Regions from separate parts of the Mus musculus genome. Here regions 2, 3, 4 and 5 are each linked to region 1. A link is a contact called in public ChIA-PET and promoter capture Hi-C data. All regions are on one chromosome and are shown on one strand. Each heading gives the region's core, a stretch centred on a gene start, on an enhancer-like site or on the middle of the called end of the contact. The rest is flanking DNA. Distances are from core to core; before and after follow the strand shown.

Region 1 (6,115 bases), core at 1,316-3,815:
AAAAAAAAAAAAAGCAAGCAAGCAAGCAAGCAAGCATCAATTCAGCTTACAAAGTTGAAGGTGTCCTGACCAGGCTGCAAGAGGCTCAAAGTGACTTCAAAGTGATGGCTCCAGGTTCAGGCATCCCACACGCCATACATAACACCTTCCTGCCCCAGTGGGGGATGGGCCTTGCTAGTGATACACCACACATGCATGCACATACTCTCTCTTAGAGCTTTTTGGGATATTTAAGGAGTTGAATACTTATCTAAGGATTACTTTAAATCTGCTACCTGTGCCAATCCCAAACCCAAGAACGAAAGCTATCTGGACACCATGGGCTGGAGGGATGGCTCCGCAGTTCTGAGGTTCCTGGCACCCATGTCAGGCAGCTCACAACCCCTGTAACTCCAACTCCAGGGGCATCTGAGACCCCTGGCCACCTCCAGCCCCTGCATTCACTGGTAAACACCCACACACAGAGACACAATTTTAAAAACTTAAAAGTCAGGGAAAACATCACAACAGCAAAACATCCCAAGTTTCAGGGCCCACACCTCGTTTGTGATATAACCAGATAGCCCACTTGGAATTTCAGTGTTCCTCTCATCAGTAGATGTTCACTGGACAGCTTCACCAGGGAAAGCCCACTAACAATAGAACCCAATCCCCCCCCAGGCACTGCTGGGCAAATGGGGCTGTAGCATACAGATGCTGCACTTAAGCATGTGTCTAGTCACCCATCAGCAAACACCTGCATGTAAACAATAATGTTCAGAAATCAGTGGTGTTGGAAACCCAGTTCTCAAGGAGCTGATGTAGGCCAGGAAGAGGCCGGAAGACCAGCTGAGGATAGGCCCAACCTGCCCTTCACCGCAGTGCTTCCTCAACTCAAGCAAGGACCAAGCTTCCTGATGATTTACTTCTGGGGCCCATTGAATGCCCTTAATCTACTTCCACCATTCCCATTCCCCGACCCCTGGTGGGAATTCCCCATCTCAGAAAACCTCGAGTGTCCATGTTTACAAACGCTCCACTCCCTTTTGGCCTCCTTCCTCTCTCAAAACAAACAAACAAACAAACGATAAAACTGGTCAGATTCTCCTGAAGGTGTCATATTTTGCCTTGTTATGTTTGCTCATGTCTTGTCTCTAACTGAAAACGTACATGATTTACATATGCAGCAGAAATAAGAAATTCATTTTTAAAAAGACACCAGGATGGATTTAAAAAAACAAAAAACCGAAGTCTGTCTGTCTGTCTGTCTCTCTCTCACACACACACACACACACACACACACACTTCAACAATAAGGAACAAAAGTATGTTGTTTGTTAAAGAAAATCTTAAGCCGGGCAGTGGTGGTGCACGCCTTTAATCCCAGCTCTTGGGAGGCAGAGGCAGAGGCAGGCAGATTTCTGAGTTCCAGGCCAGCCTGGTCTACAAAGTGAGTTCCAGGACAGCCAGGGCTACACAGAGAAACCCTGTCTTGAAAAACAAACAAACAAACAAAATTAGAAAATCTTTATAACACATGCTTTCTCTCATGTGGAATCTCTCTCTTTTTCTCTTTCTCTCTTTAATAAAGAGAAAGTTCGGAGCCTGCAAGATGTGCAAGATACTTTTTGTTGTCAAGCCTTAAGGAGTTCAATCCTGGGCCCCATATGGTGGGAGAAGAGAATCCCTCCTACAAGCTGTACTCTGACCTCTACACATGAACTCCGGTACTCGAGCCCAGAGATAGACACATATATGTAAATAAAGGTTTTCAAAAAGATAGGGGGAGACGACAAGAAAGTATAGCAGGGTACTATCTGGAAGGATGGGAGAGACCAGGTACACTCTGTGTGTGTAGATTTCAAACTACATAACGAAGCCCATGATTTTGTAAAATCAGCATATATGTTCAAAAGACACCAGCCAGTAGCGAACACTGACGTCAAAGCAAAAGCGCATCATCTACACTACTTCGGCAATCGCTGCATCACCTGCTAACGACGCCTAGCATCTACACCGCCCGGATGAGGAGGCTGCAGCCCTCCGCTGTTTAACAGTGCTTGGTTTTGATTTCTGTTGCTTTGGGGTAGACGAACAGTACTGGGAAACCCGCAGCTGAGCAAGGCACGCACCAAGGCGGGCCTAGGCTGCCCCAGCCCAGCGTACAGCACCGCAGTGTTCTCAGCCCCCACCCCGGGCGGAGGGTGGGCGGCACGGGCTCCCAGGGACGGTCGCTTACCTATTATGGGCACCTCTGCGATGAAGACCCTCCGAATGGAATTGGCCACCCTACAGGAGGAAAGACAGGCGGTGTGAGCGGCCCCGAAGCCACAGCCCCGGGGTCAGGAGCTCGAGGACCCGGCCGCCCGCCCGCCTCTCCCCTCGCCGCCTTACGCCAGGTCCGTGTTCTCGATAATGAACTTGACGTTCTCTTCGGTGAGTTCCGTGATCCGCACTGTTGGCTGGTTGGCGTACGGCATCGCGACCCTCCGCCAGGCTCCCGCGCCAGCCGCACAGCGCGCCTGCGCGGCCACCAGCAGTTTGTCGGCGGGGCAATCGGCGCTTCCGGCTAGTCGCGGGCGCAGCGCCACCTGCTGACCGGAGGCCGGAACTCTCCTGGCCTGTGTTTTCTAACCACACCGGCGCCAAAATGCATTGGTCCTATACTCTTGAAATCCCCAAGATATACAGCACAAAAATTAAATGTACAGGGTCATTCATGCCAACGTTATTTATAACTGCTAAAAATAACGCATTAGGCAATGATCGATAGAGACTTGGTTAAACTTACATACGGGGCTGGAGATACGGCATTGGGGATAAGAGCACTGGCTGTTCTTATGTAAGACTTGGATTGTATTCCCAGCACCCATATGATGCCTAACATCTTTAGCTTCAGTTTCTGAGGAAACTCTCTCCTGGTATCTGAGGGCACCAGGTATTCACATGGTGCACAAATATACATGCAAGCAAAACATCCTTATACATAAAAATAATTTTTAAAATACATAGGAATACAATGAAACCTTAAAAAAAACCATTAAAAAGTTGTACATCTATACATGAACAAAATGGCTAGGGAGGTGACTCAAGCATGCAAGACGACTGATAGGTTATTTCTCTGCTGGTAAAATGAGCCAATTCAAGACAGATTAGAATATATTAAAAGGCAGGTTTATTGGGAAGCTGCTCTCAGGTGAGTTCACTGGCCTTAAGAACAGAGGCCGGGGAACCGCCATGGGAAGGGCAGAGAGGGAGAAGAGAAAGGGCCTGGGGCAGGGGGAGGGAGATAGATCGATCCAGAGAGCAAGAGCAAAATGTCTGGATTCTATAGGGAAGAACCTCTTGGGGAAGGGCAGCCCAGCCTCTGGGCTGGAAAGTTCAGGGTGGAGGCAGAGCATGCCAGGTGGGGACTGAAGGATGCTGGGAGAACCTGGAGGCCAGGTCTGCTTTGACGGGTAAAATATGCACCTCAGTCACTTGTTCCAGGGTGCGAAGCCAAACCCTGATGTGCAAGGACACAAGGTCAAATTCTCAGAACACCTGTAAAGAGGCATGGTAATGCAAGAGTCTAATCTTAGGCTCCTGTGAGTAGGAAGATGGAGAGAAGAATCCCCTGGATGCTCTCAGGACAGTTAGATAACACACAAAGAAGCAAACAAGAGACCCACATCCGAGCTAATGTCAGAGAGAGTACTGTAATGCATACACAAGAAAAACAAAACCCATGTTTTTTTGTTTGTTTGTTTTTGTTTTTGTTTTTCAAGACAGGGTTTCTCTGTATAGCTCTGGCTGTCCTGGAACTCACTTTGTAGACCAGGCTGGCCTCGAACTCAGAAATCCGCCTGCCTCTGCCTCTGCCTCCCAAGTGCTGGGATTAAAGGTGTGTGCCACCACGCCTGGCTTTTTTTAAAATTTTTTTTTAAATGTATTTCTATTTTATATGTGTATGTATGTAATGGTACCAATACATCACGTGTGTGGAAGGATGCCAGGCCTGACTGCAAGTGCTCTTACCCACTGAGCCACCTCAAAGGTCCCCAACGTATACTCAACAATGTCCATATGTGTTAGACGATACACACTTTCCCTTCTACTCTTGATCGTGTGATGTTCTTCTGAAGTAGATACAATGCTCTCCACTTCTACAGATCTGTGTAGTTGCAGCTGAGGAGTTTAAATGGGCCTCTAAAAAGTGGCAGCTGTTCACACAGAGAAAAGAGGCCCTTAAACGGAACCCTGAAGGAACTACATTTAGAGGGCAGAGTTACCAGAGAATAAAGAGTTGCTGTAACAAGGAGTCACATTTCTTCCTGAGGGAGAGAGAAAAGCATTGACAGAGGGGGGCCTGGTCTACAGCACACACCATCCCTGTGAATCATGAATCACACTTGTCTGCTGAGAGGGATGCTATAGAGGATAGAGAAAAGATGAAGTGTAATTATGTGGCAGTAACTCTATGGAATGTCGAGAGGCATTAAAAAGAAAAAATCAGAGGTACAGAAAGAGCCTGACAGAAAGCCCTGTGGACAAGATCTGGAACTCAACTCTCCCCATCAGCTGATTTAAACAGAAAGACAGTGATTTGTACAGAAGACCGTGCTAACCATGGGCACAAAGGAAACGGCGCCAGTGTAGAGGCTGGAAGACTAATGAAAGCTAAGGACTGCCTGCAAGTAGTCAGAGACTAGGAGCAGACAAGAAGTGCATGGCCTGGGATTACTCTCATTTGACTGTGCCCAAAGATGCAAGGCTGTCATGGTGGCCCCGTAGGTGTGAGGATACTTAGATACTCGACATTGTCTAGATGGACATAGATGTGGGAAGCCACATACGCCATTACAAGATGGCACTGGCTACCGCTGTTAAGTTCGGGTAAACAACCAATGTGCGCATGTGCATAAGGGTTTCGTGCCACGTCACAGCCCATCCCGGGGAATGTAAATGAGGTACTGAAAGCACAACCAATCAGGTATACACACGCCACTCCTACGCCTATACAAGCAGCGCCAGTTCTGGGGCTCAGGGTCTTTCGCCTTCTCTATCAAGCTCTCCCAATAAACGTGTGCAGAAGAATCCTGTTGTGGCGTCTTCCTTGCTGGCAAGTCAGGCGTCCACACATAGACAAAACAACAAGAAATTGTTTCAAACATATTTATTATTTTTACAGATTCTAAATACACTAATGATCCTGAAGTGCATGCTGGTGTCTGTGATGCCAGGCTCAGCACAACTGTCCAAAAGGCACCTGCCTAGGGGAGGCAGCTTTCTGAGGGGATCCAGAGACAATGGCCAGTGGCAAATGTTTGTGAGCACTGTCTGCCCTGTGCTGGGGAAGAGCTCCCACTATGTGTTGCCTCCGGACCTTGGTTGTGAGCCCCTAAGAATATTTCTCAGGGGATTTTGACAGGATCACACTCTGTAGCTCAAGCAGGCTTGTAATTCTCTACAAAGACAAGCCTGCCTCTGATCTCTCAATCCTGCTGTAGCAGTCTCCTGAGTGCTGAGAATACAGACGTAGGTCACCATGCCCAGCTCCTAGAGAGCAATTCTATGGTCAAGACATGATCAAGATGCCTGTGACACCATGGCAGAGTCATGCCAAGGTTTTGTGGTTTGAAACCTTGGATGTGAGTCTCAGTTTTCAAACACACAGCTGCAATGCAAAAGGCATCAGGAGGCCAGGCCTGGCATTAGGAACTGAAGAAGTGGCCCAGTCCCAGGTCAGAACGGCAGCAAGTGCATTGTGATTTCCAGCCTTGTGGCTGTCATACGACTCCAAGTTCTTCAGTGTGTTCTCATTAACATCCTGTTCAATGGGTGGCCCATCTTGTCAAAGCCCTTCATATCTACTGCTGCTCCTCCCAGGCACATGGTTCCCTTCTCTCACCGACGCTGGTTTAGACCCGTCAGGTTCTTGAGCTAACACAGGAACAGAATTAAAGAGAGTGGTGAGGCCTGCCTTATCTCCAAGACTACAATGGGAAACCCTGGGGTGTTCAAGGTGTTCAGCAGGTATAGCTAGGACACAGACTGAAGCATACTGGGGGCCCAGAGGCAGAGGCAGTCTTCTTTAGGGGTTGGGGAGAGCTTGCCATTTGGCCAAGCTGGCCTGGAACTTTTTATCCTTCCACCT
Region 2 (6,115 bases), core at 2,014-4,513, 220 kb after region 1:
AATGTGGTTTGTATTCTAATAGCCCTTGGAAGAGAAAAAGAGAAAAAGTTAAAAATAACTGCCACAGTCTAAGTAAGAATTAATTTGCATTTGAAGACCATCTGAGGGAAAGAGGAGAGGACAAGGAAGGTAAGTGGGCTGGGAATGTTTCCTAGCATGAGCAAGGCTCTAGACTCTATCCCGAGCCCTGAACATTAAATTAAATAATAAATAAATAGGTATTCTGTCCTTTTTATATCCTTGCCTCCCTGACTGGGCTATTTCTTCTTCCTTCCTGCCACTGAGACCTCTGAAACTAGGAACCAGAATAAGTCATTCTTCCCATTAGGTCGTTTATGTCAGACACGTTGTAACGTGACAATAAAAACACCACATACACACACATAAAAAGAAGACAGAGAAGAAAGTACAAATATGAACAGGGCCAGAGTTGGAGCTACCAGAGCCTAGTTGGAGGGGAGTAAGGAAAGTGTGTGTTAGAAAAGTCTTAGACAGAGCTATATAGTTAAAGGTCTATGAACCCAAGAATGCTGAAATTCGAAGCATTCCAGTTAACTCTCATCTGAAAGGTGCCTGGGATACTTTTCTATTAGGGTATAGAGAAGCTTATTAAGAAGCTTATGATCCTACTGAAGACAGGGACTTAGAAATGTAAACAGATTTTGGCTGGTGAGATGGCTCAGCAGGTAAGGGCGCTTGTCTAATGAGCTGAAACCCATATGATGGAAAAAGAGAACCAACTCCTGAAATTTGATCTCTAATCTCAACACACATGTATACCCACCCCCAGCTCAACATAAATAAAATAAAAATATTCTATATAGAAGTAGAAACCATTTTTAATAAGGAAAATCTCCACTTACAGAGATTGTCTAAGCTCCACTGGGCACAGAAGCCAACTTGACGTTTCAGATAATCAGGATCATCAGCCCACAGCTCCAATGTGACCAGTCGGTCACTGATACTGGATTCAGAGATAGTCAATTTATTCTCACCTGTTTGGAAACATGAAATATGTAAATAACAATGAAAGAGGAGGATGAGGATGTGTAGTAGGTTAGTGGTGGTACGGAGTGAGGCAGACAATAGAGAATTTGGGGATTAAATTTCTACCAATGTTTCCTTCCAGGGATAACATAGCCAAAGAACTGTAGCTACTGTCTGGCAATCTCAATGCTATTTTTTAAAGATTTATTTATTTATTTATTATTTTGTTTTGTTTTGTTTTTGAGACACAGTCTCTCTATGTAGCTCTGGCTGTTCTGAAACTCACTGTATAGACCAGGCTGGCCTTGAACTTAGAGAGTAACTTGAGTTTGTATACTGAGTCCTGGGATTAAAGACATGCATCATAACATCCAGCTTAAGATTATTTTCTTTTTGGTTTTTCGAGACAGGGTTTCCCTGTGTAGCCCTGGATGTCCTGGAACTCACTGTGTAGACCAGGCTGGCCTCGAACTCAGAAATCCACCTGCCTCTGCCTCCCGAGTGCTGGGATTAAAGGCATGTGCCACCACCGCTCGGCCTCAAAGTCCAGTCTCTTGAAGAGCATCAAGTGCCCTTAATCATCTCTCTAAACTCAACACATCACTCCATTATGTTTTAAAATTTTGTGTGTGTTGTTTATGTACGTGTTTATGCCTGTGAATATATGCACACATGTGAGGCATGCATGGAAGCCAGAAGAGGGTACTGTGTCTACAAAATTCCTTTGGCAGGATCACTTCTTGAACTGGGGGCTTGCATTTTCTTGACTGGGCTGGAAGCCAGCCAGCCTGAGCAATCCTCTTGTCTTTGTCTTTGCCTCAGAGCTGAGGTTACTGGTACGCATAGGATGCCTGGCTTCTTACTAAGTGTTGGGATCCAAACTCAGGTCTTCATGATTGCATAGCAAGTACTCTAATTGCTAAGCCTTCTCTCCAACTCCCATTACTAAAGTTTTAGTTATGAAAGTAGTGATAATCACCATGCTTGGAATCTTAGCTGAGAACAATCTTTAGTTTTGTTCTTGATATATTTAGCTGGTCTTAAAACAAGAAAGTGTGTACATTTGATGGAGTTCAAAGTGCAGGCTCATTTTTTTAATAACCAACAAAGATCATTAGTGCAAGAAGTCACTATACCTACTTGTCTGGGCAAACTTTTCCAGTGCAATCAGTGCAAAAAGCATGACTGTGGGGTGGGACTGTAACTTCTGAAAGACAACAAAAGATAAAAACAAAAGTTACCCCCTGCAGAGGCAGTACGGTATCAATTTCATGTTCTATTTAATAGATGGCAGTCTATATATTTGGAACAGCAGAAAAGTCGCTTTTATTCAAACTCTCACTTGGCCATTTGGCTAATGGAGAATCAAGAGAAGAGTCTCTTAATCTATTTTTTTAAGTCATTAATTGGTAGATATGGATATTTCAGCAGTATCACATTGTGTTAGGGCTTTGTTAACTAAAACACCATTGATGCTTACATTCATTAAAACAAGCCAAAAAGAAAACTAGAATTGTATCTAAAAATGACCTTTAGAACCCTGAAAAGAATAATAGCAGCTCCAGGTTTATAAATAATGACATTATCAATGAACATCTTAGTTTTTGTTTTTGTTTTGTTTTGTTTTGTTTTTGAGACACGGTCTACTATATAGCTCTGGTTGTCCTAGAACTTGCTATGTATACCAGGCTGGCGTGAAACTCATAGCTAGGATTAAAGTCAGGTGCTGCCATGACCAGTAACATCTTAGTTTTAATCTAGTTCCTGCAGGAAATTCTACAGGAGCTCGTGATGACAGGAGAGTGACAAGTGCTCTTGACTTATATTTGAGTTTACAGCATGTGTGTTTGCACTTAAAGAAAGGCCTACATGTTTAGTATCTCCTCTTCTTGCCGTCCCCTAGCTATGCTGGGAGCCTCCAGAGAATTCTGGAACCCCAGTGTATTCCCATGCATTTCTGTGGTGCCTGCCTAAGTTCAGCAAAGCGCATAGAACCACTGTTCTCCCTGCTATAAAGCCTCTTTAGCATCTTTACCCTTGCCACATCCTGCCTGCTTTATCAGTTTCAAACCTTTCTACCTGGATATCCCTGTTCATGTCCTCCTGTCTGTGAACACTGCCTTCTCTGATCAGATAACTCTTTTACTAGGCTTCTATCTATGCTGCTTTAGCCAAGAAACTCACTGTGAGTTTCTAATCTTAGCCTTGTGTCATGAGCTAGCTAAGTAGGCCCCACCTTCATCAGGAAGTCTGTCTTTCATGATTACCACAGGTCCCTTGTCACCCAATCACATCCACTCCCCCACCCCTCTTCATCTTCTCAAAACTCTTATAGTGCTCAGCCTGGAGGAAGTAATTTTGCTCTTGATCACATCCTGTCATAAAGTAGAAGTTAACTGTTGTTTGAATGGTTCTATTCCTTTACCCTATAGTGACCTCTGTGATGGGGAAATGACTGTCCTACTACTTTGTATCTCCGAGTGCTCACTCAGAACATTGTAAGGGTTACTTTAAGTACATATTGTGTAGGCTAATTTATTTATAAATAAACTAGACAAATTAAGTCTTTTAGACTAAATGGGGTTTTGGTTTTTTTTTTTTAAAGAGTTTTTGTTTATTTGTTTTTGTTTTCCAAGACTGGATTTCTCCGTGTAGCTCTGGCTATCCTAGAACTTACTCTGGAGTTCCAGGCTGTGTAGACCAGGCTGATCTTGAACTCAAGAGATCCACTAGCTGCTGCTTTCTAAGTGCTGGAACTAAAGGTGCATGCCACCACCACCCAGCTTAGACTAGAGTTTTAAAAAAAGGCTAATTCTTACTAGGCTTGCAAAAAATAACCTAGAAAACACAGGCTAGTCAAAACTGCTGTCAAGTGCTGTGAGTGATAAGAAGACAGCTTCAGCAAACCACAGACCTCATGGTGATACATCAAACAGTTTACCAATGGCAGTTTTAATTGTGGTAGCAGGAAAGGCAAAGGTGGGTGAATATAGATTCATACACACTGCTGGTAACCTGGACTGCTGTTGGAATGCTGTAATTTTGTTTCCACTGTGTGTGTGTGTGTGTGTGTGTGTGTGTGTGTGTGTGTGTGTGTGTGTGTCTGTCTGTCTCTGTGTGTGTGTGTGATGTGTGCGTGAGGGCACTCTCACACATGAACCCAACCTGGGGTGTTCTCCATTATTGTTTGGTAGATTGTAAGGACACCTAAAAAGTCCAAAAGTCCTAGCAGCTATCTTATGACTAAATTTAAAACTAGAGCAACTCATAAATTTTTACCCCCTCCGTGTTATGTGTCTTCTTTCTTTCTGTCTCTAAACATAGGCGGTGTTAAATAAAAACCCAGCAAAACCTGTACATAAAGTTTAAAACTGATCCTATCCTCTGCATCAGGGACTATGCTATAACTTGAGAAAAACATACAATTCTATATAAATGAGAATAATCAGCTTTGATGTCTTACTTACCAGACACTGTAGCAAATATTCCAGTATTCCTGGGCTAAGTAAACCTATGCTTGCAGGACCTAAACAAACACAGCAAACACTGGACATGATTAAAAGTGTCATGCTATTTTAAATTGGTAACTAGTGACAACCAAATTGAGTTCCATTCTCTGACACACATTACCAAGGCTTCCTTTCTCAGGTTGTTCCTACTACCATCATCTTTTCAGTGTAGCAACTGAGTTCACCATAAAGAGACTAGCTAGGTCAGGCTCCTAGAGAGCCATAATAGTCTGGACCAGCACCCATGTGTTCTGATTTTGAATTCATCATTCTTTTACTATATATAAAGTAACTGGCTGAGATATTTTCATGCAATTTGCTGTTCATAGTCCTAAAGTGGACAATATTAATTATTAGAAATACATATAATAATTATTTATTATTCTAAATTTAGCCTTTCCCCTGTCTTAAGCAAATCAATACAACAAATTTATCTTAAATTTCTCTGAAAAAGAATCAACAAAGCTAAATTAGATTACACTTAACTGAAACTGAGTCTTTTGAGTAATTGTCTTCCTTTTAGTCCATTTCTGTTCATTCCTTTTTTGTTTGTTTTGAAAAAGGGTCCCCCACAGTTTGGTTTGGTTTTGTTTTTAGGCCAAGAGGTTTATTGGGGAAGGAGGAGAGTGAATGGCAGACTTGAAGTGAAAGACATGAGAGAGAAAGAGAGGCAGAGACACAGACAGAGAGCCAGAGAGACCAAACAAGAGAGAGGGAGAACAGAAAGGAAAGAGCTCCCCACAGTTTTGACTGGCCTCTAACATACTTACTGTGTGGGGTGGGGACTTGAACTTTTAACCCTCTTGTCTTAAAGTGCTGTGGTTATAGGCTTGTGCCACCATATTCAGCTTCTTTCCTTCTTTCTGCTCTAACAGGTTTGGTCAACGGTCTGTAGTGCAGTTGTCTCAATGTCAAACCAGAAAGCATGTGCTGGAGTTACCTGCTAGTTTCTCAGCCAAACAGCCCAAGACTGCGGATGTATTCCTATGTTTGGCAGGGTGGCCTGAGTCCTGGCATGCTACCTCTCCATTTAAATTGAGAATTTCGGTCAATTTCTGGAGTGCATCCTATTAAAAAAGTTGGAAATAGATTTGGTGAATATATACTCTGCAGGTTATTTTCCCAAAAGAATTCCTGGAAACAAAGCTATAAAAAGGTATTCAATAAACTTAGAATGATCCCATAAAATTATTTCATTAATAATGATATTATTATTAATAGGAAGTATCTGATAAACCTTAAGTTTTCTCAATGCCAGATTCCATTTCATTCAAAATGTACCAGTTATAGCCAATACATATTTCATACTTTTGTTTTTTGAGATAGAGTCTTGATATATACAGTTATACATGTAGCTGTATTTACCAAGGCTATCCTGGAACTATGTAGCCTAGGTTGGCCTTGAATTGTAGCAATCCTCCTGCCTCAGCCTCCAGAGTGCTGGAATTACAGGTATGTAACATCAAGTCAATTTTAATACATACATATGTGAATCATTAACCAGACTAAACCCATTCAAATTTCAAACATTAAGCACAATAACTTGGTCATGGTAGAACATACCTAAAATGTCTGAACTCAGGAGGCTGAGGGCATGAAAATTGTAAAGTCAAGGCTAA
Region 3 (6,115 bases), core at 2,434-4,933, 220 kb before region 1:
CTGCGGCTCTTCCTCCAGCAAAAGCTAACAGCACCTCCCCAGACACCAGCAGTTCAGCCGAACTGGCATACCTCAGCCGAAACTGAGGATCACTCTCTGTCTGCCCACAAGTGCTAAGGACTTACATCCTAGGAGGAAGATACAGGGGACAGCGGTGCAGCAACCCTACACTGGTTAAAGAGTCTTCTGAGCCTCATCACACCCTGAAGCCCCGAGAAGCCCCAGCCTGTGTGGCCTCAGGCTATATACCCCAAAACCTTTGTGCACCAGAAACTCTCAGATCCTCAACATACCTGATCATACTACTGCCTGCTGCTCAAACACTTTGATGCTTAGATCTTTAGTAACAAGGGTCTTGTGGACATGTGCCCCTGCACAACTCACTAGGTTTCCATGGTAACCCTTTCTCACCTGCTGATGTGTGAAAGCTCTGTGATTTCCTGTAAGTCTTTCCAACATATAAAGCTTCCTGTTTCGGGCCTTTGCACTCGCTGCTCATGCACCCTCTACCCTCATCAGTAATTAACTGACCACACACACACACACACACACACACACACACACACACGCAAGCACATGCAAGCACGCACACTCAGAATTAGAGCAGGACTGGAAACAGACAGCTGTGGCTCTCTCCGGGCTGAGCTCCCACTATGCAGTGACCTTGGATACTTTGGCCCTCACTTGCTCCCTCGCATCAGCTTCTACCTTCAGGTAGGGTAAGCCATTAAAGATGCATAATGCCAATTGACATAAAGCTACTCTGCCAAAAGTTGCCATGAACAGGGTCCTCCCAGAACCTTACAGCTTTGGGGGACAACTTAAAAATGATCTCAATCTCTCAATGAGGAGACTGAGTCACCAAAACAGCTTTGCCCAAAGTCTCCTCATCTGCTCCTGAAAACAGCCCGGGGACAGCACACCAAACCTACGACAACCAGCTACGGCTGGAGAGAAAGCCACAGAGGTGAGATGAAGGTCCTCCAGGCCTGATCTAGGGATCCTCCAGAGCCTTTTAGAGGATCCGAAAGAACGGAGCTACTGTCTGAAATGCTAGGATGGTATTGCCTTGGGTGCTCTCACTCGCTCCAGAGGAGCCGTTGAGAAGACACACGTGTGATGACATCGTCACTCCTGTCAGGTTTGAGTGCACATCTGTCTCAGTACTGTTTTCTAACAGAATATATGGGTAAGTGTGACTTTCATAAATGAAAGCCTTTTGGAGTCGTCAATAATGTTTAGGAATGTGAAAGAGCCAGGTGCCAGGCAGTGGTGATGCACACCTTTAATCCCAGCACTCGGGAGGCAGAGGCAGGCAGATTTCTGAGTTCGAGGCCAGCCTGGTCCACAGAGTGAGTTCCAGGACAGCCAGGGCTACACAGAGAAACCCTGTCTCGAAAAAAAAAGAAAAGAAAAAGAAAAACAAACAAACAAATAAACAAAAAAACAAAATGAAAGAGCCAGGCATTGTGGCACAGTCCTTTAATCCCAGCACACAGGAGGCAGAAGAACATGTCCCAAGCCAGCAAAGGCTACAGGGATGCCCTATCTCAACAAAGGAAAAGAATCTAAGAGAGTTTAGGCTAAAGAATTCTGAACTATTTTTGCTTGATTTCACTTCAGAGCCCTGCCAGCATCTTTGGGCAACCTCCCCTCCATCCACATCCCAAGATCCTTGCATCTGATGGAGGAAAAGGGACCTGGGACATGTCTGGGGTTCTTGGACCGCCTTTCAGCCTTCCTCGCAACACTCCGCTCTTCAGCTTGACCAGACAGATCTCACCTGAATCTCAGAGCAAGTACCAAGCACAGCTGTGCTTATCTTGCTGTATGGAAGGGTTGCTTAATCACCTGCCCAATGTGATTGACATCTTTGTCTACCTGAAAACAAGGACTGTGAGTCTCTCTTGTGCCAGGGAGAGGAGACAGAGCTGAAGGCTAAGACTACTCAGCTTACAAAACAACAGGGTGATAAATGAAAAGTACTCACGCAACTTCCAGGCTGTCTTGGTGACCACAGGGGTGGCCATGCTTCAGGGGGTGGCGCCTGAGACCCCACCCACAAAACAGATTGTGCTTTCTCTGTGGGGTGGGGGTGGATCCCCCCCAGATCCGACAATCAAGTTGGCAGGGAGTTCCCACACATCCAGGCAGAGAGTCCGCCTCTCCTGGCCCAGGACTGCCTGGTGGTTTAGATCATCCGCTATCAAGCAGCAGCCTGGACACATAGGTCGGGATCCCAGATCATGGAATGTCAGGCTTGGACCATCTCAGCTCAACACTGGGCTAGAATGCAAGCAGAGGCGATGGTGGGTTAGGAACTGCTTGAGACGAGTTACAAGTCCCTGGGTCATCAAGGCCACTTGATACAGACTAGCCAGAGCCTCCAGGGCCTGGAGCTGCAGTGCACACTGGGTCTGAAAACCTGTGACTTAAGAGCCCAAAGATAAAAGACCTTCCCTAGGTAGCTGGGCCTGGTGGCTCACGCCTTTAACCCCAGCACTCAGGAGGCCAGCTAGAAGTAGGCAGATCTCTGTCAGTTCCTATCTCAAAGAAAAGAAGGAAGGAAGGAAGGAAGGACAGACTGACATAGGTAGGTGGAGAGGGGATGGAGAGACTGACTTCTCAGGGGCCTACAGTAATGCTCCTGGATGCTGGGTGTCCTAACTTGCCAACCCAGCACCTGCTATGGGGCAGAGAGGATCACATAACTGCAGTCCACTTGGATTTGCACCCCATGTATTGGATGGGGCACTGGAGTCTGAGGTTATGTTTTGGTGCCCATGAGAGGCATCCAAAAGGCAGAGAGACAGAGAGATACACGGAGACGAACAGAGAGACTGAGAGATAGGCAGACGTTCAGAGAGAGAGAGAGAGAGAGAGAGAGAGAGAGAGAGAGAGAGAGAGAACAGTAAAGGCCTTGGGAGGGGGTGATGTTGAGAGGATTCTGAGGGTCCAATCTTCTTGCTTCCTCCATCACCAACTCCCTGGTAAGGGAACCACGCCCACTCCCTGCAACTCTCAAGGGCATAGCTAGGAATTGAGTCTCCAGTCTAGGTGTGAGTCGGAATGACTCCTCAATTCTAAAAGGCCACAGCGTGGATGGAGCCTTCCACCGCCGCCACGGCCCTTCGCCTCTTGCCCAGGAGCTCTCTCGCTGGATTCTCTTTCTCCTGTTGCCTATGCTCCCGTTCTGGCACATCTTGAGCTTCCTTAGTTGGCCATGCTTCGCCAGACCCTCTTTACTTCTCTTGCCCCGCTGCTATCAGAATCCCCCATTCATTCGCTCTCCTGTTTCTGGAGCCCCGACTCAATACGATCCTCCGCACACCCTCAGCTCTGCTTCCGGCCCACCAGCTTTCCCTCTCCGGCCTCCACACACCCGTCCTGCTCGTTCATCCCAAACCTGCCACCGGTCCCTCAGCTTCGCTTGACCCTCCTCCCGTCTGCCTTGAGGGGCACTGGCTCCAGCCTGTCCTGGCCGAGAGCCTCCTGCCGGCGACCGGACTGTCCCCTCCAGGCTCGGCGAAGACTAGAGCCATTTTCCCTTTGCCTCCAAGACCCCGAGAGCCACTCTACCTGCAGCTGTAGCTCTGGAGGCCAAGGCTTCCCTCCAGGCGCGACCCCCACTTGCCTCCATCCTTTGCCCTGATTGGTCGCTGCTTGACAACCGACCCTCACAACAAAACCTCCGGCCTAGAGTCCCTCCCACTTCACTTCTTACACCAATCAGTCGCCACGGACGCCCCGCCTTCCTCTAGAATTGACCAATGGAAGCAAGCGCTTCCGCCGATTTACGTAACTACCCGCCTCCTTTCCCCGACTCAGACTAATCACGAGAAAGAAGCGCTTACGGACCGCCCTTAGGTCCCAGAAGAACCAATACAGGCTTCTGCGTTCTTAGTCCCGCCCCCAGTCAGGCTTGGTTTTTTCCGCCCTTTTCCTGCATTTCCTGGAACCCGGTTGTGTTTAAAAAATCCGCGAGCTGCACCCGATGGCGGCTGCGCCAATCACTTCAGCAACAGCTCTGGATTGACCAATAAACGTTAGTGTTATTGGAGAACCAGCTCTGAGATAGCCAATGGAAAGGGGACTTCTAGAGTGGTATGAAGTTGCAGATCTTCCATATTGAAACAGGGCTGCCAGGACCCCGCCCTCAGACTGTGAGTGTCGCCCGCGTAGTGGGAGGACTTGGCTCTTACTTGGATCCACACGTCTCCTGGAGTTCGCTGACCTCGAGGGAAACAGAGCTTAGTTACAGTGGGGTCGATGTCGAGCCCAGGAGTTCGTCCCTAAGATCACAGTAGCACAGTGGGATGAGTTAGGCTTGTGTCTGCTCGCCTGCGTGCGGAAGTAAAACTACGGAACCGGAGAAAGGCTAATATCTGTGACAGGACAGACAGGTTGGGATGGGGACAGGCTACATAACCCACCATGAGTTCGGGTCCCCCCCTTACTGAGAAACTCGGTCCCAGCCCTTTGCAGAAATAACCTCCAACTCTGGTCTATCCTACACTCACTCCCCTCTGGTCGGGGCTGCTGCATCTGGCGTTCTCCTCTACACAGTCCGGAACGGGAGGAATTTCCCATTTCTAGACGAGGAAACAGATGCTGTGGTGAAAAAGACCAGACATTTGGAAGATCGGACCCAGGACTTAAACTTTTGTTCTTAAAGGCAAGGCACACAAAGTCCCTATTAAATGCAAAACCTTTACGGGAACAAAAGTCACCCACCAGCCTAATGGGAAGTCGGCCCTGCGTAGAAATGGGTAATTATTAAGAGACCTGGATTTGGAGAATAACATTTGATCAAAACTTTGTACTTTGCTGTTCCCGCAACTTTTTATTTAAAAAAAAAAGTCAAATTCTTCATTTTGACACATTTTGCCTTATCTGCTTTGTTTATACAATTATATGTACATTACAGATCCTAAGACATTTCAGTCATGGCAACACTGAGCCTGAAGATCGTTAAGGGCCCTTAGTCACATAACCAATGTCACCACCCCTGAAATAACTTCATTCTCTAACATGCAGACTATATTAAAATGACTGTCACCATCCCCAATACACATAACTTATAAGCAGGAACAAGACTGGGGATGTAGCTCAGTGATAAGAGAGTCTTGACTGGTATGTAGGAGGCACTAGGTTCAATCCCCAGCACTGGAAATACAAACTACCTAGGACCAAGAGAAATGGCAAGGCTCAGTGGCTAAGAGTGATTGCAGTGCAAGAATGAAGACCTGAGTTCAAATCCTCACGACCCATGTAAAAATCTGGGCATGGTGCATGTGTGCTTATAAGGAGCAGTGTTATAGGGAGCAGAAACAAGAGGATTACTAAGATTGTTGGTTGTCATCCTAACTACGGGTTCAGTGAGAGACCCTGACTCGAGGGAATAAGGTGAAGAATGTCAGAGGACAATGCATAGTGATACAATGGGACATGTGTACACACACACCACACATGTGGGGGGCGGGGCACAGTATCTTTATAGGAACCAGACAAGATTCTGCACTCTTGGCATACTTGACTCTTCTAAGATCATCCTATTTCTGTCTCTTGGATCTCCCACTACCCTTCCTCTCTCTCTTCTCTCCTCCCTCTGTATCAGGGTCTCACTTTGTAGATCAGGCTGGCCTTGGACTGACAGAGATGAAGAGCTGGCATTAAAGGCATGGGCTACCACATGAGCATGCACCCCTGGCTTTAACCATGGGTTTGGAACTATGCATTAAAGCTTACTGGGCTCATCTTTGAGTGAAAACAATGACTGCCCCGCAACCGGAATTCAGCAGCAGCCAGTAATTCAACAAGAAGAGAGCCCCAGGAGTCCCTCCCTGATACATGATTGCCTAACCACTGGCCCAGGTAGTACAGGCAACCACAGCCGCTGTGAGACCTGTCTTGAGTGTGTCATGCCCTGGAGAAGATTACAGGCAAGGTCTTCTTTTCTTCTTCTTCTTCTCCTTCTTCTTCTTCTTTCCTTCTTTTCTTCTTCTTTTCTTTTCTTTTCTTTTCTTTTCTCTTCTTCTTCTTCTTCTTCTTCTTCTTCTTCTTCTTCTTCTTCTTCTTCTTCTTCTTCTTCTTCTCTCCTCCTCCTTCCCCTCCT
Region 4 (6,115 bases), core at 1,822-4,321, 200 kb before region 1:
ATAATACTAGCTTGTTCTGCATCTGGGCTGGAAGGACAGGGGAAAAGCCCCTTCCTTTCGAGCCCAGAAGGCCAAGTATGATGGCTATTCCTGGTTGTCGACTTGACTATATTTGGAATGAACTACAATCCAGAAATGTGATCCAGATCTTGAGGCATAGAGACCACTGAAAGCTGAGACCCAGGCAGGGTAGTATATGCCTTTAATCCCAGAAGACAGGCAAGCAGATCTCTGAGTTCAAGGCCAGCCTGGGACAAAACAAGTTCCAAGTCCAGGTGTGGTAGTACACACCTTTAATCTGGGCCACAGCTGGAGGCCTACATTAGGACAATGGAAGAGTTCTTTCTTCTTAGCCTGCTTGCACTTACTTGCCAGCTCCTCTGTTGGAACCTACTTCTTCAGGACTCCAGCTTATACAGAAGACTGGCGGAAACACCCAGCCTCATGGGACTGAGCAACTACTAGATTCTTTGACTGCCCATTCACAGCTGCCCATTGTTGAGTTAGTTAGACTGCAGTCTATAAGTCATTCCAATAAATTTCCTTACGATATGAGATATTCCATAAGTTCTGTGACTCTAGAGAACCCTGACTGAGACACTAAGTGAATTGTCTAAGCTCACTCAATAAGAAAGGGCTAAAGGACACAGATCTCCAACCAGGACAAGGTCTTTTCAGAGACCTACAGAGGTTCTGGACAGAGGTAACTAGTGACCAGGGTGGTCTCCAGTAGCAGGTACTGACCCCTCAAGGGAAGAGCAAAGCAATAGGAAAAAGATGAGCAGAGCAGGCCTACCCTCCACATGGCCCCAGGTAGCTCCCTGAGCCTCAGTTTTCCCCATCTGTGGCTACCCTATACATAGGCACAGTCTCCTAGAATATGTTAGTAATCAACACGGAGAGCAACCTCTAGTTCAAGATCATCCTGGGCTACATAGTAGCCACTTTAACTCAAGACTAAAAAGGCTGGAGATGCAGCTCAATGGCAGGGCACTAGCCTAAACTATGTGTCAGGCCCTTGTAATCAACACTGAAAGCCACAGCTAGTTCAAGGGCATCCTGGGCTACATAGTAACACCTCACCTTAACTCAAGACTGAAAAGGCTGGAGATACAGTGCAGTGGCAGGGTGCTAGGCTACTATGTGTCAGGCCCTGGGCTCATCTACAGCTTCCAATCAGAGCTTCAGATCTCAGGCCTGCAACCCCCCCCCCCCCACCCACCCAGGAGTCTGTATGTCTCTCCAGCCCCTGACAGGCCAGAGCTGATTCACAGGGACTTCTACAGGACAGCTGGGATTTGACCCAGAGACCACCACGTAGAACTGGGTATGCCTCACCCCATTCCCCACCCTCACCCCGCTCCTGCTCAGGCCCTGCCCTCCAAGCCCCAGGCTTACAGGCACATTGCACTCATTTAACGGGTGCAAGAAGAGAGGCACGCGGTCTGGACACAGGTGGCTGTACTGGCGGGAGAAGTTGTCTGCCACCAGCAGCAGGTGCTCCTCCTTCAATGAGTTGGTGGTATAGGAAGGAGGCAGCTTGGTGACATCAACAGGGGCCTGGCTTATGACCCTGTGTCCAAGGAAAGATAACAATAATCTAAGAGAGGCCATGCTTGGCACACCCAGAAATCCCCTAAAATGCCTGAGCTGTCTTTGCCTTATCTTCATTTGATTTTCACAACTCCATGGAGACTGCCACTACTTATATTTTCACTCTTACACAGACAAAGTAATGGAGGCTGCAAAAGGTTGACGGCCTTCCCCCCACCCCCGTACCCCTCATCCCCACACACCCCAGTCACACAACTGGGGCAAGGTGAGCAGTCTGGGAGTAGAACCTCAAACTGAATCACATCCCTCTATGACCCCCGCTCCCAGCCCAGATGCTACCAATCCTGCCTTGGTCCTTTCTGACCGCCAGCGCTGGGCTGGGAAAGCCCCAGTCCGGACACTCACGAGTGATCAGCTTGGGTAGGGATCTCGATGGCCATCAGCTTCCCCTCCAGGTCTCGAAGCTCATCCTGGCTCAGGATGGTCCCCTCTCTGCTCACTTCGGCGGACTTTGTCACCCTCTCCAGCTTCTCAGTCCGTTCGGCCCTCTCGGCTGCTTCTTCACGCTCAGCCTCCTCCTCCTCCTCCACTTTCTCTCTCAGGACCTCCATCCTGACAGCTAGAGATGAGGAAAAAGCAAAGACGCTCAAAATGGCCGTTGTCCGACAGGAAGAAGTCACCGAGACCACTCGTACATGCTGAGTGGTCCCAGGTACATTCCTCATGGAGGAGGAGCAACATCCCTTGGAAGCATCCCTTCCACCAGCCAGGAACAGACCTCCAACCTAGCAGCATGGTCTGGTTTTTAAAGCCCTTTGCTGCCTCTTAGGTACAGGGAGATAACCAAGAAGTGGGTTATATTTTTATTAATAAAGTTATACTTTTATTTCACAGCTCACTAGAAACCTATTGTGTGGTAAACACAAAAATGATATCCCTCATCCTTAACAGACTGATGTAGTTAGTCCTATGAGTCCCATTCTACAGGTGAGAAGAGCAAGGACTAGAGAGCCTAAGAGAATCATCGGAGTTACATACAGCAGAGAGCAGATCTTTGACTGGAACCCATGGATTTCTGCCTTTGAAACCCATGTAAGAGGGGAGCTATGGAAGGGAAAGGGGTGGGAGATGGGGGGTGGGGAGCAAGGAAAGAAACATGACAGAAAGATCAAGGTGTCAGGGGGCAGGCCAGCTCTAGCTGGGGCTCAAGGTCACAAATTAGGCCATCAAAGTGGGTCTGGGTCCAGACCTGCAACATTAACACCCCCCCCCCCATACAGGCTACCTCCTCAGCTACTGAGGGACCCATAGTGTCCTACCAGAGCCTCTTCCCAGCAGCCTTCTCCTCTCCACAAAACAGCCCTTCCCGACAGGTCAGGGCTAGGAGACCCCAGGAAGGAATACTTTGCTTCTCTGGGCCCTCCCTCCCTATCTCAAGCAGGTCCAGCCATGCCCAGTTTCCAGTTCCCTCCTTACCCTCCAAGAACAGCCTTACTGTTACTTGTCTCTATGGTAACAGCGGAGGGCAGGCCCTGGGAGAGGAGGCTTCTGGGAAATGTAGTTTCTTGTGATTGCTTAGGTTCCAGTTTTCCTCCTCCTCCACCACCACCACCACCACCACCACCATAGTGTGCTGGATGGTAGAGTAAGAGAATACAAGAGATGGTCACCAAGCTTTTAGCAATTATTGTGAACCAGTTGTCAAATGCAGCATTATTAAATGATTAAAAACCTCCAGAGAATTATTGCTCCCGATACATGAGCGAGGCAACATATAAAAGTGTTTATTGGGACTTAAGGTTCCAGAGGGTTAGAATCCATGATCATCATGTCAGCAAGCATGGCAGCAGACTGGCTGGTATGGTGCCGGAGCATAAGCTGAAAATTTACATCCCAATCTACAGGCACCAGGTCGGGGGTTGTGGGTGTAGCTAACTGAGAACGTATGAACTTTGGAAAGCGCAAAGCCCAGCCCCAGTGACACACCTCTTCCAGTGAAGCCACGCCTCCTCCAGAGAAACCACTCCTCCCACTCCTTCTAATCAGTTCCACCAATGGGGGACCACCAAACATTCGAATATATGAGCCTATGGGAGTCATGTCCTTCAAACCACTGCATGAAGTACTTACAATAAAAACAAAAGCAGTAGATGCTGAAAGCCCATCACTTCCCAGCTATCTGGCTACTTCCTGAAGTGGAAACTTAAGGGTTCTTTGGGAAGTCAGTTGTGTTGGATGGTGTTTTGCTGGGGCAAACAGGTGAAAGAAAGTTTAGCTGACACAGGAGAAAGGATATTCTGCTAAAGCAAGCCCATGAAAGGACTCGCGATGAAGGATTCTTCACTAGTGACATGCATGTATTGGTCCACCTTACATTGTGTAGTTGAGCTGCATTTGTTAGGACTCTATAGAGAGAAACGCACCAAAAAACCCTTCTGGTGGTGTGCTTCTTGACGCTTCCTCCGTCTCGGGCTGATTGGCAGAGTGAAATCAGCTGAGTCGCACTCACGTGCTGAGGCAAGATCAGTGAAGGACATGTGATGTTTGGAGGGAGTATAAATAGGACCTAACAGACTGTGATGAAGGCAGAGCTTGGCTTTCTTATAGAGCTGGCTGTGCAATGCTTGTTGGTCTCACATCTTTGCTGATCCTTACTTTGCTGAGAGAGGCACAACTGAGAAATTTTCCTGGTGTTCCTGCTGGTCCTGGTCCCTCCTGCTGACTTGTGCCGAGGCTGAGGCCTGGCACCAATGCTGCTAACCCAACTCTTTGGAACTGGACAGCTGATATTTCCATGGAGTGTTTTTGAGTGGACTGTGCTGCTGCTGCTGCTGCTGCTGCTGCTGCTGCTGCCCTGTGAGCTGAAGTGCCAATTTCCAGACAACACAGACAGGAGTTGCTCCATTTCTAGACAGGTCCGCTTCCCCTGTAGCCTTTCTTTTCCACTACCTCTGGTGGGTGGTGGGCTAAAAGGGACGCGTTTAAGAACCATCATCAAAAATAGGTTTTGAAAAAAAAATCAAAGTTACAACTTTCTGTGCAGTTGAGGTAATTTCATGTTGAACAGTGCCACATGGTTGCCATGGGAATGCAGCTACTTTGCTCTTCCCTGCTGCATCCAGGGATGTCAGAGCAATAGTGTAAATCTGACTGCAAGTTAGTTACACCATAGGATTCCGCAAAGGCTCCTCTTAGGAAGCAAATGGCTAAACACTGTCAAGCTACCTCTGCCCTGCCACTGGGGAGGTACCCTTCACCAAGCCAACGCAGGAACTAGAGTGGCAGGCTGCCTGAGTGTGTGTGTGCTTTAAGCTAACCTGGGCCTCTTAATGTAGAAGGAATTCATGATATAGAAGGTGTCCTGGTGGTTGCAGAAGCTGAGATTTTATATTAGCAGCCTGGTTTCTTCTAAACATCTAAAGAGGAGCTAGGCCTGCTGCTCAATGGTAGAGCACTTACCCGAGCTATGGAAGGCCATGGATTTACTCTCCAGTAACACACACACACACACACACACACACACACACACGTACACACACACAAGCACCCATACTGTCATGGCGCTGACACTCTCTCACACACACTCACTGTATTTATTTATTTTATTGCTCTGGCAAAATAGCATGAACAAGGCAACTTACAGAAGAGTTTATTCGGGGTTTACCACTTCAGAGGTTAGAGAGAGCCCATGACCACCAAGATGGGGAGCATGGGAGCAGACAGGCAGGCAGGCACTGGAGAAGCAGCTGAGAGCTCACATCTGGATCCACAGACAGGAAACAGAGAACACATTGGGAATGGCTGGAGTCTTCATGGCACAGGTCTTTTGAAACCTCAAAATCTGCCCCCAGTGGCATGCCTCCTCCAATAAGACCACACCCCATAACTCTTCCCAAACAGCTCCAATAACTGAATATTGAATATTCAAACATTGAGTCAATAGGAGCCATTCTCATTCAGACCACCACACCCACTGACATACACACCCATATACATCCACACACACCCATATACATCCACACACACCCATATACATCCATATACACCCACATACATCCATATACACCCGTATACATCCATATACACCCATATACACCCATATACATCCATATACACCCATATATGTCCATATACAGCCATATACACCCATATACATCCATATACACCCACACATACACCGACACATGCTCTCACACTCAGGCATATGTATATACACACACCGACATACTCTGTTACACTGACACACACATTCATGCACATATGTACATGTAATATAAACACTCAAAGCGAAAAATAGAATTATCAATAAATATCTAATTATAAGTTTAGTCCAGATTATATTTGTCTTTGTACCAATACAGTTCCCCAAACAAGATTTTACTCTTTGCTTTTGAAGAAAAGAATCCATAAAGGTCATAATGGATCTTTATGAGCTGGGGGTGAGTTCAGGGAAATACTGCCAAGGTCCTGTTATTGTCAGAATATAGAATTCTAGATCACCTCAATTCTCAATAGTAAAGCATAATACTTTTCTCTTTGGTTAGAATATTGCCTTAGTTAG
Region 5 (6,115 bases), core at 2,195-4,694, 160 kb after region 1:
CACAGCTGCCCGTCTGTCCCTGCTGTGCATTCCGACAATGCAGAGCTCTTCGTGGCCTCATCTGTGTGGATCTTGGTGGGTAGCTGGTTCTAGCCTCACTCTGATCGCCTCCTACACGTTCTGGCAGCTGCCCCAGTGCTCGGCTGGCTCTGCGATGCCATTTGAAAGGAATGAGAGTGGGATTAGCTAAACGACAGAATTCAACCCAACGGCAGAACAAAAACACACTACTGTTTCCGAATCTGCCCCCCCCCCCCAACAGTCTCCTGATTGTTCTATGTCATACATAATAAAGTTACGGGCCCACCCCAGCTTTGTTCTGAGCTTGGTCTCTGGGTTACAGTTTTCCTGCTACTGAAATGCACTGTTCACTTGCAAAGTAGCTGCTTTTGGTATGTGTGTGTGTTCAGGAGAAAGAAACAGAGACAGAGAGACATAGAGGTGTGTGTGTGGGGGGGGGGGGCTGTCCCCAAGTACACTGGGTTAAACCAGCATCAACCAGCCCTTCTGTCAAAGTCCCAAGATCCTAAAACCCTCCTGTCTTGTTCTTTGTTTTTTGAGACCGTTTGCCACCAGGTAAGTGAGAGTGGTCTCCTGGTCCTCAGGTCACAGGCTTGCACCACCCAACCAGTTAAAAACCCTGCAAACGTCATTTTGGAGGACTAAATAACGGCTATCCAGTGATACTCCAAAAATATGTGGAGTTATCTTATAAAGGAAAGGGATAGCTGGGCAGTGGTGGTGCACACCTTTAATCCCAGTTCCCTAGACGCAGAGGCAGATCTTTGAGTTTAAGACCAGTTTGGTCTACAGAGAAAGTTCTAGGACAGCCAGGACTACACTGAGAACCCTTGTCTCAAAAAATAAAAATAAAAATAAAATAAAAATAAAATAAAATAAAATAAAATGTAATAGCTATTAAAAAAAAAGGAAAAAGGAAAAAGAATAGACCCAGGCATGATGCCATACACCTGCAATTCCACTACTTGGATGCTAGAGGCAGAAGTATCAGGAGTTCAAGGGCATTTTCAACTATATAGTGAGTTCAAAGCTAGCTACAGTGTTAGATCTTTCTTAAAAGGAAGGGAGGAAGGGAGGGAGGGAGGGAGGAAGGAAGGAAAGAAAAGGAAGGAAGGAAGGGAGGGAGGGAGGGAAGAAGGAAGGAAGGAAGGAAGGGAGGGAAGAAGGAAGGAAGGAAGGAAGGAAGGAAGGAAGGAAGGAAGAAAGAAAGAAAGAAAGAAAGAAAGAAAGAAAGAAAGAAAGAAAGAAAGAAAGGAAAGGAAAGGAGGAATCTCCAGGTGTGGTAGCTCCCAGAGCTGGAGAGACAGAGACAAGAGCATCCAATCTGCAGCAGACTTGAAGCCAACCCAGGCAACATTGCAAAAACCTCCTGTCTCAAAAAAGCCAAAGGGAACGAGTTATTTGCCATCCCATTGGTCTCCAGGGTAGATTTAGCTGATGCGGCTGGGTGGTCAGGTGTCCCCTTCCTCCCTCGGAGCTCGTGTATGCCCCTCCTGAGCTGCGTCCTCAGTGGAAAAGAGCCACCCTCCCTGATAGACCCTTCCCTTGTGGGCTTCTGAGCAGCTGTACTCTGGCACTAGAACCTCCAGACAAACTTTTAAGAAATAAAAGGGTCACTGGGTGTAGAGCCTTGGGCATGTGGCTCAGTGCTAGTGTGTTTGTTTAGTGTGTTCAAGGCCCTGGGCTCAGTTCTCAGCACAGCGTAAACTGGTGTTTATAGTCTCTGCACTTGGGAGGCAGAAGCAGGGCAGAAATCCATTGTAAGACATATATCAAGTTCTGGGGTTACAGCCGGGCGTGGTGGCGCACACCTTTAATCCCAGCACTTGGGAGGCAGAGCAGGTGGATTTCTGAGTTTGAGGCCAGCCTGGTCTACAGATTGAGTTCTAGGACAGCCAGGGCTATACAGAGAAACCCTGTCTCGAAAAACCAAAAAAAAAAAAAAAAAAAAAAAAAAAGTTCCAGGGTTACATGAGACTTTGTCTTTCAAAAGAAAAAAAGAAGAAGGAATCTTTGCAGAATGTTAGTGATGGGGTGATTGAATAAATACTTAAAATTCCTGATTTGAGGATATTGAACTGTATTATCTGATGGGCAATATAGTCATGACCATATCCTTACAAAAGAGATGAGAGAGAGAGAGAGAGAGAGAGAGAGAGAGAGAGAGAGAGAGAGAGAGAGAGAGAGATATCTTGTGCATAGTAAGAGGAGAGTTGATGATACGAGGAGAGGCAGAGCTAGGTAGGGTACCAGAATCCCCTGCCGGCAGGTCATCTGTAATCCCAGCCTGCAAAGACCTGAGGTACGAGGAATGTCAAAAGCATGAAGTCAGTCTGGATTACAGAGCAATCTCCTGTCTCAAGACAAAAAGTGGGCAAAAGTACCCCAGAGGTTGCCTGAGCTCAGGACACCATGACTGTGTCTCCGTGATGATGCCTTTGCATATCTAGCCTCCATCACTGAGAAGAAACTTTTGTTAGGACCTTGAGCTTGTGATAAGTTGTCACAAGGAGCCATAGGATAGTACAGTCACCTACACAGCTTCTGTGACCTGGTCCTTACCCACTGGGGGTCAGTGTCACCCTCATGTGCTCAGCTCCAGTCCCTTTGGGGACCTGCTTTCTATTTCCCCAACTGCCTAGGTTGGTCCTGCCACTGCGCCTTTGCTCCTCACTTAAATCCTCCCAAGGTTTCCTCCTACTCACAGATTCAGGCCTCTGCACAAATGTCACCACTTCTGACAGGTCTTCCTTGACTAATGTGCTCCTTCCTTTTCTGTCAACTTAATACAAGCTATAGCAATCCAAGAGGAGGGAACCTGGATTGAGAAAATGCCTCTATAAGATCGGGCTCTAGGCAAGCCCTGTAGAGAATTTTCTCAGTGATTGATGGAGGAGGGCCCAGTCCATTGTGAGCGGTGCCATCCCTGGGTCCTGGGTTCTATAAGAAAGCAGGCTGAGCAAGCCAGGGGAAGCAAGCCAGTAAGCAGCACCCCTCCATGGCCTCTGCATCGGCTCCTGCCTCCAGGTCTCTGCCCTGCTTGAGTTCCTGTCCTGATTTCCTTCAGTGATGAGCAATGATATGGAAGCATAAGACAAATAAACCCTTTCTTCCCCAATTTGCTTTTGGTCATGGTTTTCTACCACCGTAATAGAGACCCTAAAACAACCATCTAAAAATCTCCTGGTCACTCTGCCTCGCCCTGTTAGATTCAGTCACAGCAGCAGTTGCCACTACCTGGATTTATTTTTTCCTGCCTGGCTGTCTGTAGATCGGTCTACGGACTTCTTCAAAATCTCTATCCAAACAGGCGAACCCAGGGTTAAGGGGCGGGGCCTCAAGAAGGGGCGGGGCCTCGGGCGGAGCGGGGCTGGGCTTCGCGCACCTGTGAGTTCTGTCTAGGGTACCCAAGCAGCGCCAGCAGCCGGAGCCGCAGTCGCAGCCCCGGAGCAGCGCCGGGAGCGCGGCCAGAGCGTCGTAGGCTCGCGATCGCTATGGCGGAGTTCCCGTCGAAAGTGAGCACGAGGACCAGCAGCCCCGCGCAGGGCGTGGGAGCCTCTGTGTCTGCGCTGCGACCGGATCTGGGCTTCGTGCGCTCCGCTCTTGGGGTGCTCGCGCTTCTGCAGCTGGTGAGCCGGGTAGCTCGGGGACTGGATGGGGGACTCTCCGGGGACCCCCGGGACGCTCACTCCCAAGATCGCCGGGAAGCTTGCACCTGGGGACGCTCGTGTGACATCCCTGCGAGCACAGCATGACTCTTGTGGAGGGGACCATACACACCCTACCCGGGTGGTTACCGTGGCGATACCGTAGCTGAGATAGCTGCGCACAACTGTCCGCCAGTCTGTCCCTTCTCTTCTACCCTTCCCCCTTCCCTCTGGGACCGTGCCCTGGCTTTCTCCGCCGGGCAAAGTCCACTGCCCTCCTCTTCACCCGGCTTTAACCACTAAATGCGACCGCTCTGTAGCCCTCCTGGACAGGGCAGAACACCACATCAGTGGCTCTGACACGCGCGCTCCCACCAGGGCACCTACCCAGGGTCTGCTGGTCGAATCTCCTTCCTTGGGCTGTGGAGATTCGCAGAGGCAAGAAACCACGTGTCTGCCATCCCCCGTACTCTGTGCAGGTCCCAGCTGAAGATCCTAGAGTTGCCCGTTCCCATTGGGTGCATTCTGAGATGTCAGCTGTCTTTTCATAGTCCCCTCCTGCGAGGGTCTGGAGGCCTGTGGCTGCCCCTAGGGAACGGTCTCCATTAACTGAGAGGTCCGCTGGTAGAGGAATAGGGTAGCACCGCAGGTGGGCATGCATCTGTTTCTGTCATCATCCCTCCAGTGGGCACCTCGAGCCAGGCTGCCAGGCCGGGCTGGGGAGTCGGGAGGCTTTCCTGGGCCATCTCCACCTAGGGCATACATACTATCTTGGTTTCGAGATTTCTGATCTTCCTTGGTGAGCCTTCGCCCTTCCCCCTTCCCCCTTCCCCCTTCCCCCTCCGTCTCCTCCCTGGGTTTGTTTAAAATTCAGATTCTTGGGCCCCAACCCCGGAAAAAATGTGAAACTGCTCTTTGAATCTCCAAAAGCGCAGCAAGAAATTTGCATTTTAATGTCTTCTCCTGGAGTGGTTTTGGGTACTGTTTGGTTTTGATGAGATCAGGGAGGGTAGCATGAGGCTCTCTTCTGGGACCAATTTAACTCTGCCGCGCAGACACTGCCGACCCTGGAGTGTTGGGCTCTTGGTGATTGCCTTGTTTGTTTTATTTATTTTGTTTGATTCAATTTGTTTCTGTTTTTTTGAGACAAGAGTCGCATATAGCCCAGATTGGTCTTGAATTCCCTCTTAGCCACAGCTGGCTTCCAATTCCTTGTGTAGCGGAGGCTAGCCTTGGACTAGACCTTCCCCAAGTGTTGTAATTACTTTCTGACACCACCACTCCAGGGGTTTTTCTGGTCTCTTTGAACCTCACACCTGAGAGTCAGCTTTGGGCTGGGGGAGGAGTTAAACGGTTTGTGAAAGGGACAGAGAGGAGAGAGGTCTAGGAAGGAGTTACGGGGAGGCTAGAAGGGTAGTTTTTGAGCTAAGCCTTTGCAGGGAGTGGTGTGGGGACAGCAGACACTGTAGTGCACAGGCTGAGCGGGAGTTGTAGCATCGTTTCTGGTCTGGCTAGGAGCCCAGCATCGTAAGCATCTAGGGCCAGAACTGGGGTCCTGGTTGTGTTGGTGGTCTTGGTAGGTTCTGGAGCATGAAGACATCAGGGTGTGAAATGATAGATCCCTTTTACTCTTTTCCTCCTTCCCTAGATTCGTTCCAAAGAACTCACTTGGAGACTATGCCAGCCGCTGCTTCCTAAGATGTTTCTGTGGCAACCTACTACTCCACTGGGGCCGAGGGGGGAGGGTGGGCAGACAGGTACCATACTTGCTGGAAAGCCACAACAGCACACTGGAGGCTGGTTGTTCTAGACCTTTTGACTAGGTGGGTTTAGTTTGTTTGTTTTAGTTGTTGTTTGTTTGTTTGTTTTGTGGGGTTTTTTGGTTTTTTGGTTTTTTTGAGGGGGGGTTTGTTTGTTTGAAAGACAGGGTCTCTCAACATAGCTTTGGCTTCCTGGGGAGCTGTTTTCTGACTCCTCCTCGGCCTCTACTCTTTATGTTGGTTTGCTCTTACATTGTGGGGTGTGGCACATCAGAGCAAGTGGAAGAGGCTCCATGCCTAGTGCCTGCCCCTGGGGATCAAGGAAGGCTGCTTGGAGGAGGCAGTAGCTGAGGAGATGGAGGTCTTTGCTGGCCAGGTTGCTCTGTCTACTAGGGTATAGAGGGCCCTGCAGCGATGGAAAGATGGATGAGAAGCAAGGCCAAACTTCTGGAGCAAAGCACTGCTCTTCATCTAGCATGGTAGTTCATCTACAGAACCTGACATCTACAGACATCTGATGGCTTTTACTACTCCATAACTGCCCATACCCATCTAGCTCCAGAAAGGATACTGGATGGTGCTATTAATTGTTAATACAGAAGAGTCAGTGTATTTCTAAAGCCTGACTTGAGAGAACTTTTAAAGAGACATCGCCTAGCAGGAAACCTGCAAGTTTAAAATGTTGGC

What was found. Promoter capture Hi-C pulls out the DNA fragments that hold promoters and counts their contacts. ChIA-PET counts read pairs in DNA pulled down with a chosen protein or histone mark. Capture Hi-C pulls out chosen DNA fragments and counts their contacts.
Region 2: an RNA polymerase II ChIA-PET map of memory CD8 T cells shows a contact between it and region 1, with 20 read pairs. The contact joins the enhancer-like site here to the promoter of Polr2c in region 1. A contact is called at or near these places in 6 of 39 promoter capture datasets (the 3T3-L1 cell line, 3T3-L1-derived adipocytes, cranial neural crest and 2 more), 1 of 115 datasets of contacts at active chromatin or transcription factors (memory CD8 T cells) and 3 of 9 other capture datasets (adipose tissue, liver and pancreatic islet).
Region 3: a contact with region 1 is called in an RNA polymerase II ChIA-PET map of memory CD8 T cells, with 102 read pairs. The contact joins the promoter of Katnb1 here to the promoter of Polr2c in region 1. A contact is called at or near these places in 4 of 39 promoter capture datasets (embryonic stem cells, hippocampal neurons, liver and 1 more), 3 of 484 Hi-C or Micro-C datasets (CD4 T cells, CD8 T cells and urothelial organoids), 2 of 115 datasets of contacts at active chromatin or transcription factors (bone marrow-derived macrophages and memory CD8 T cells) and 3 of 9 other capture datasets (adipose tissue, liver and pancreatic islet).
Region 4: a promoter capture Hi-C map of adipose tissue shows a contact between it and region 1. The contact joins the promoter of Drc7 here to the promoter of Polr2c in region 1. A contact is called at or near these places in 2 of 115 datasets of contacts at active chromatin or transcription factors (embryonic stem cells and microglia) and 2 of 9 other capture datasets (adipose tissue and liver).
Region 5: a promoter capture Hi-C map of liver shows a contact between it and region 1. The contact joins the promoter of Pllp here to the promoter of Polr2c in region 1. A contact is called at or near these places in 17 of 39 promoter capture datasets (the 3T3-L1 cell line, the C10 cell line, cranial neural crest and 9 more), 4 of 15 datasets of contacts at CTCF or cohesin (the NIH/3T3 cell line, embryonic stem cells and pro-B cells), 7 of 484 Hi-C or Micro-C datasets (CD4 T cells, the HL-1 cell line, bone marrow-derived macrophages and 2 more), 17 of 115 datasets of contacts at active chromatin or transcription factors (the 230-238 cell line, the HPC-7 cell line, the NIH/3T3 cell line and 10 more) and 4 of 9 other capture datasets (adipose tissue, embryonic stem cells, liver and 1 more).

Annotation. Positions count from the first base shown.
Region 1 is chr8:94,853,900-94,860,014 of GRCm38.p6, reverse strand. Polr2c (polymerase (RNA) II (DNA directed) polypeptide C) reads right to left here and starts at 2,565. Exons shown (of 9, transcript NM_009090.5): 1 at 2,374-2,565; 2 at 2,219-2,268. The coding sequence starts at 2,459. Coq9 (coenzyme Q9) reads right to left here. Exons shown (of 9, transcript NM_026452.3): 9 at 5,120-5,901. The coding sequence ends at 5,866.
Region 2 is chr8:94,631,504-94,637,618 of GRCm38.p6, reverse strand. Rspry1 (ring finger and SPRY domain containing 1) reads right to left here. Exons shown (of 15, transcript NM_026274.4): 5 at 5,437-5,563; 6 at 4,455-4,513; 7 at 2,128-2,194; 8 at 864-995. Among named protein-coding and RNA genes, the nearest start is that of Arl2bp, 32 kb to the left of the region's middle. Within about 2 kb of position 3,263, at least 78 of the 459 cell types and tissues checked have an H3K27ac peak or open chromatin away from gene starts, as enhancers often do. A contact at or near this core is called in memory CD8 T cells, where this site is marked.
Region 3 is chr8:95,078,769-95,084,883 of GRCm38.p6, reverse strand. Katnb1 (katanin p80 (WD40-containing) subunit B 1) reads right to left here and starts at 3,683. Exons shown (of 20, transcript NM_028805.2): 1 at 3,580-3,683; 2 at 1,991-2,286. The coding sequence starts at 2,030.
Region 4 is chr8:95,052,059-95,058,173 of GRCm38.p6, reverse strand. It overlaps Drc7 (dynein regulatory complex subunit 7), which reads right to left and starts at 3,071. Exons shown (of 18, transcript NM_001042715.3): 1 at 3,031-3,071; 2 at 1,960-2,173; 3 at 1,399-1,573. The coding sequence starts at 2,165.
Region 5 is chr8:94,693,571-94,699,685 of GRCm38.p6, reverse strand. It overlaps Pllp (plasma membrane proteolipid), which reads left to right and starts at 3,444. Exons shown (of 4, transcript NM_026385.4): 1 at 3,444-3,650. The coding sequence starts at 3,516.